Linked DNA regions of Mus musculus: region 1 is linked to region 2. Evidence: chromatin contacts called from public HiChIP or PLAC-seq data. All regions are on one chromosome and are shown on one strand. Each heading gives the region's core, a stretch centred on a gene start, on an enhancer-like site or on the middle of the called end of the contact. The rest is flanking DNA. Distances are from core to core; before and after follow the strand shown. Region 1 has its middle 59 kb from the start of Msh6. Region 2 holds the start of Msh2 (mutS homolog 2).

Region 1 (2,709 bases), core at 8-2,507, 240 kb before region 2:
CCAAAAATCTTGAGATTAAAAAAATTTAATTCCCTGGGAGGCAAACTGGGTTCCTCAGAGGGAGCCACTGGCAGTGAGTGAGTCTTTAGTCAATGACGACCCTGACTTAGGGAGGGTAAAGCTGAAATGGAGTCACTTTCTGAGACATCTAACTGAAGGCGATAATGGGGGCACAGTTGAGCTGGTCTCTGAAATTCTTCAAGGCCTCTCCAAAAATAATGGAACTAATGTAGCAACCAATCAAAATTGTACTAATGTCACTGCTTTCCCCCTTATCAATCATATTAGAGGTTACCTAACCCTTCTAGAAAATCCCCTTAGCCCTGCATCAAAGGGGCCTGTGAGCCTCTTGGGTCATCACCATTTTGAAGAATGGTTGACCTCTGCATGTAGGTAATTTCTGCAGAATAAACACTCTTTGCCTTTGTATACTATTTGAGTCTGGGGTCTTCCTTCAGTGATTCTTGGACCCCAGGACCCCAAACCCCAAGCCAGGATGATAAGAATGATTAAGATTTTGTAAAATTTCCTGTATATGAGATCCTATATAGGACACTACATAAATTCACATATTTTATAATACAACAGGCCTATGAAACATATTCCTTATTTTACAGATGAACAATCTAAGGCCCAGAGAAGCCAGGCAGTCTGCTGAAAGTCACATAGTAAGTTACAGAGCTGAGCTTCAAGCCTACGCTATATTGCCAAACATGGTGGTACACACTTGTAATCCCAGCACTTGAGAAGTAGAGGCAGAAGGGTCAGAAATGTAAGGTCATCATTAGTAATATACGGCATGGGTTTGAGGCCAGCAGGGCTATATAAGAGCTCATCTCTAAATGGAACCAAACTAGGCCAGACCAAACCAACCAACCAAACCAGACCAGACCAGACCAACCAACCAAACCAAACTAGACCAGACCAAATCAACAACACCAACCACCCAAACAAGCCTAGGTTCTCTGCTTCCATAGCCAGTATTTGTACTGTGTACACCATTCTGTCACTCAAAATAACAAGGTAAGCAACTTGTGTTAGGATTTACAGGTGGTAGGTAGTTCATTCTAGTTCAGGACTGTACCATGCAGGGATTGTACTGACTGAACCCATTTCCCAGATGAGGACATTGGACTTTCGGCAGGAAGAGTGAGCCAGTGACAGTCTCTCAGCACCTGAGCAGAGTCAGGCCAAGGCCCGGCTCTCTCCACTAGAAGTCAATAAGAATTGTCTTCCTGCTGCTTGTGGACATTCTCAGCACTTAAGAGCCACAAATGAGTCACAGGTGATGACTGTGAGAGCCATGGGTTGGAGTGAGGGGTGTGGGTAGGATTCGGCAAGAAAATAAGAGTTGGAGGCCCTGAGAGGCTCAAACATGACCTGGCACCTTCACTACACCAGGAAAAGGAAGGAAGAAACAGGAAATAAGCAGAGGAAACTGGAAGCCAGATAGAAGCCTAAATGCCAACCTAGAGCCGAGCCTCATGGATCCACTCCCGCCATTGGTTTCAGCTTCAGCAGCACCAGGGGCAAAATATTTGCCTGCTTTGGTATCTTCGCTCAAGCTGTTCCCGCTGCCTACCTGGAGTGCCTCCTCACTCCTACCTCTGTTTGGCTGGCTGCCTTCCATCCACCCCAGAATTCTGCTTAGGGGACCCTCTTGGGAGAGTCCCCAGGAAAACTGTCATTAAGCCTTAGTCTCATGTCCAGGACAGCTCTCTAGATGAACAGGAATGGCCTACCTTAGCACTGAGACCATCTGTGGGAGGCACTGCCTTTCCCTCAGAGCTGAATTTGATACAGTTGTCCTCTTTAGTAGGGACCTCAAACATCTTCCACAGGGCATGTGTCAAAAGCTTGGACCTCAGGAGGTGCTAGAAAGAGGTGGTGGATGTCTAGCTAGTGGGGTCCAAGAGAGATATGCCCTAGCAAAGGACTCTGGGAGCCTAACTCTTCTATTCTCCCTCCTCACTAGTGCTGTAAGGGGGTTTTGCTTAGTCATGTTTCCACCATAATGCATTGCTTCATCACAGGCTGTAAACAATACTGACAATCAGTTATAGACCAAAACTTCTAAAACCATGAGACAAATGAACCTTACAAGTTAATTCTCTTGGGTATGTCATTAAGGCTATGGGTGGCTAATGAATATGATCTTTGAACATAATTGGTTCTCTGTGTGAGCCAGCTCAATGAACAGTGACGCATACAGTGGGAATGTGGTGACCACAACATTATGTCAAGACGTCTTTTCCAGACTGGAAGGCTGTGAGGCTAACTTAGCATTCTGGGTCAGGGTGAAGAAGTCAGGCCTGGCATATCTGCTGTGCCTGAGCCTCTAAATGACAGTGACTAGTTTACGTAATTAGAACAAGAATTTTTCAAGCTTCCTGACCCAGAACTAGTGGAGGCCAGAGATGGTAGATCTCCTGAAGCTGGAGTTACACAGTGTTGTGAGTTGCCAAATGTGGGTGCTGGGAACTGTTCTTTGGTCCTCATAAGAGTGGTGTATGCTCTTAACTGGTGAGCCACCTCTCCACCTCCTTCTTCTTCTTAAATCTAAGTGAGAGAACATGGGTAGAGCTATCAGTCCCTCCAGGGCTGGAGAGAGCCTCTAAGTTAGTCTCACTGGGCACCAGGGAGGGTAGAGAAGGATGACCATGAGTTCAAAGCCATTCTGTGCTACAAGGTAAGATTTTTGTCAAATAA
Region 2 (3,005 bases), core at 489-2,988:
ACAGATTCGAGGAAATGTAGATTCCAGTAACAGCTCAGCTGGGCAAGGTGGTGAAAGCCTGTAGTCCCAGGAGGCAGTGGCAGTGTAAGTGACAACCTGGTAAACCTACTGAGTTCCAGGTCAACCAAGGCTAAAGAGTGAGACCGTGTCTCCAAAAACCAAGCCAAAACAAACTCCAGGGACAAGGAGCTAAATGAAATGTGGGAAATCCACACAATTATTTAGCAACCAAAAGGAACGAAGTGCTGATGACAGAGATAAGCCTTGAAGCTCTTCATTTACATGCTACATCCCAGAATATCCAGAGAAGGAAAACTAGAGGTCAGGACTGGGAAGATTGTGAGAGAACATTATTAATGGACACAACATTTCTTGTGTGTGTGTGTGTGTCACTCTTTAACTCAAGATAAAGAATAGCTGTCTAACAAAAACAAATTCAACTGGTTGTGAAGGCAGCAGACTATTACCTAGCACAGACCAGGCAGAAATACGATGTCTGTAACATCCATTTGCATATAACAGCATAAAGAATTAGAACTCATGCTGGGCGGTGGTAGCGCACGTCTTTAATCCCAGCACTTGGAAGGCAGGTGGATTTCTGAGTTCGAGGCCAGCCTGGTCTACAGAGTGAGTTCTAGGATAGCCAGAGCTATAACAGAGAAGCCCTGTCTCGAAAAACCAAAAAAAAAAAAAAAATTAGAACTCACAACTCCAAAGTATGATATAATGGACATTCAATGTAATTGAAAGAAAAAGCAACGGGGGTGGGTGGGGGAGAGGTTATTATGGTGATCAAATTAATCTTCCTAGGCCACAAATGAGTTCTGAAGCCTTTTAGGGAGAGATGATGCTGAGTGGTGAGAGCCAAGGTGGCAGAAAAAAAAAAGAAAGAAAGAAAGAAAGAAAGAAAGCTAGCTAGCTAGCTAGCTAAGCACAGCTTTCCAACTAGCTCAACCGCACTCAGCAAACAGTAGGGGATCCACAACTGAAATCCGGGCAGTTCAGCTCCAGGGCATATCCTAGGTCCTGACCACTTGGCGATACTGCCCTTCAGCAATGGTCCATCCCAGGTTCTCAAGCGAGACGGTTTAAAAAAAACAAAACAAAACACAGCCTATTGGCAAATGAGGGTGTCTTAAAGGAAGCTCTCAAAACGCCCTCCACTCCTCGCTCCTAGGCTGCGGGCTGTTATTGATTTGGAGGTACCCACGGTGACACAAGACTCTAATCCTATCAACTTGGGAGGCTGGAACTCGAGGCGTCCGAGGACAGCCTGGACTCGGCGGTGTGCAGCCGCCCAGCGCACTGTGCGGAAGCGAACCAAAACAAGATGCTAAACGCGTGGCCCGGGGAGGCAGCTCTCGGGCGGGGCGCTCCGCCGCAGCCCCACCGCTGCATGCGCCCAGGTTTCCGGCAACGCGGCCCCGAGCCGGCCCGGGCCCCGCCGCCGCGGCTGCCCTCACCTGCCGGCCCCATGTACTTGATCACGCCCTGGGTCTTGAACACCTCGCGGGCCGCCAGCAGCGCGTCCTCTCCGTGCGCCGTGTAAAAGTCGCCGCGGTCGAAGAGGCGCACCGTGGTGCTCGGCTTCTCCGGCATGCCCTCAAAGAAGCGCACGAAGCCCGCCTCGGCCGCGCCTTCCAACTGCAGCGTCTCCTTAGGCTGCACCGCCATTTCCGAGCCGCTCCACACCAACACCACTAGAGCACAGAGCGACCCTGCGCTGGCCGCGTCGTTTCCCGCCTCCCCAACCTCGCCCCCTAAACCTCGTCCGGCCTCTGTGGGCTCGCCCAATCACCATGCAGCGCTGCGCCCCGGTGGGTGGGAGTCTACCGCAGTAGCCAATCATAAGCGAGCAAGGTCCCAGCTTCCCGCGAACTCTAGGACTCTAGCTACTGCGCATGCGTCCGACTTCTGCAGCCTTGCAGGCCTTCCAGAGGCTGCGCTTTCAAGTCCGCCTGGTGGGTGGGTAGGTGTGCTAGGCGGGGTCAGCTAGGAATTTGTTTTATCAAGTGACCGGAAACGTAAGAGTGAAATCACAAAGAACTTGTAAACAAAGAACTATCTTTTTTCCCCCACCCAGCCTTGAGTGTGCGTTATACACTTGCAGTGCAAACTGCCATAGGTAAAATTTCAGGTATATTCTGCACAACCTCTTGCTGACCCAGTTTTGCATTTCGCCCATCGGTTGACGAATTCATCCAATAGACACTTGGCAAGCCGAGCGTGGTGGCGCATGCCCTTAATCCAAGCACTCGGGGGGGCCTCTGAGGCCAGCCAGGTCTACCAATCGAGTTCCAGGGAAGTCAGGACTACACAGAGAAACCTTGTCTGGTAAATAAATAAATAAAGGACAGATGGGGGCTCAGCACCTTGTCTGGTAAATAAATAAATAAATAAATAAACAAATAAAGGACAGATTGGGGGCTCAGCAGTTTCCTAACTTCCTAATGTTTTCATAGTCGCCTACCTTGAGTTCAGTCCCCATCACTAGTGTAGCTCATCATAACTGGTAACTCCAGATCCTCGGTGTGGGTGGAGGAGGTCAGGTGCAGACACTTATTAATTTAAAGAAAAAATATATATATTAAATGTGGAAACGAGTAGGGTGACACACACTTGAAACCCCAGCTCTCAGGAGGTCAGAAGGGCCAAAAGTTAAAAGTGGGTCTGGCAAGAAACACAGTACAGTATTATCCTTGGCTACGCAGCTGGAGGTCAATTTGGGCTACCAGAGACTGCATCCTAAATAAATAAATAAATAAATAAATAACCTGCTTTGGAGTTCTAAATAAATAAACATCCTGCTTTGGATTTCTGTGTAGCAAGACCCTGTCTCAATAAAGAAAAGGGTGGAGGCGGGGGAGGTAGAGAGGTTGCATCTGGTTTTTCTTCCGTGCTAGTGAATGGATGCAGACTGCACACTGTTTTAGAAGTAGATAAACAAACACACAGAAAGATGGAGACTAAGAGGTGTAAACCGACAGGAAAAACTGCAGGGTTAT

Evidence for each region. HiChIP or PLAC-seq counts read pairs in DNA pulled down with a chosen protein or histone mark.
Region 1: a contact with region 2 is called in a FOXA1 HiChIP or PLAC-seq map of pancreatic cancer cells. The contact joins the enhancer-like site here to the promoter of Msh2 in region 2. A contact is called at or near these places in 1 of 39 promoter capture datasets (maxillary cranial neural crest), 1 of 484 Hi-C or Micro-C datasets (nephron progenitors), 5 of 115 datasets of contacts at active chromatin or transcription factors (embryonic basal ganglia, embryonic forebrain, embryonic limb bud and 2 more) and 2 of 9 other capture datasets (liver and pancreatic islet).

What each region holds. Positions count from the first base shown.
Region 1 is chr17:87,915,074-87,917,782 of GRCm38.p6, reverse strand. No RefSeq gene overlaps it. Among named protein-coding and RNA genes, the nearest start is that of Msh6, 59 kb to the left of the region's middle. Within about 2 kb of position 1,257, at least 6 of the 459 cell types and tissues checked have an H3K27ac peak or open chromatin away from gene starts, as enhancers often do. A contact at or near this core is called in pancreatic cancer cells, where this site is marked.
Region 2 is chr17:87,671,265-87,674,269 of GRCm38.p6, reverse strand. It overlaps Msh2 (mutS homolog 2), which reads right to left and starts at 1,738. Exons shown (of 16, transcript NM_008628.3): 1 at 1,464-1,738. The coding sequence starts at 1,674.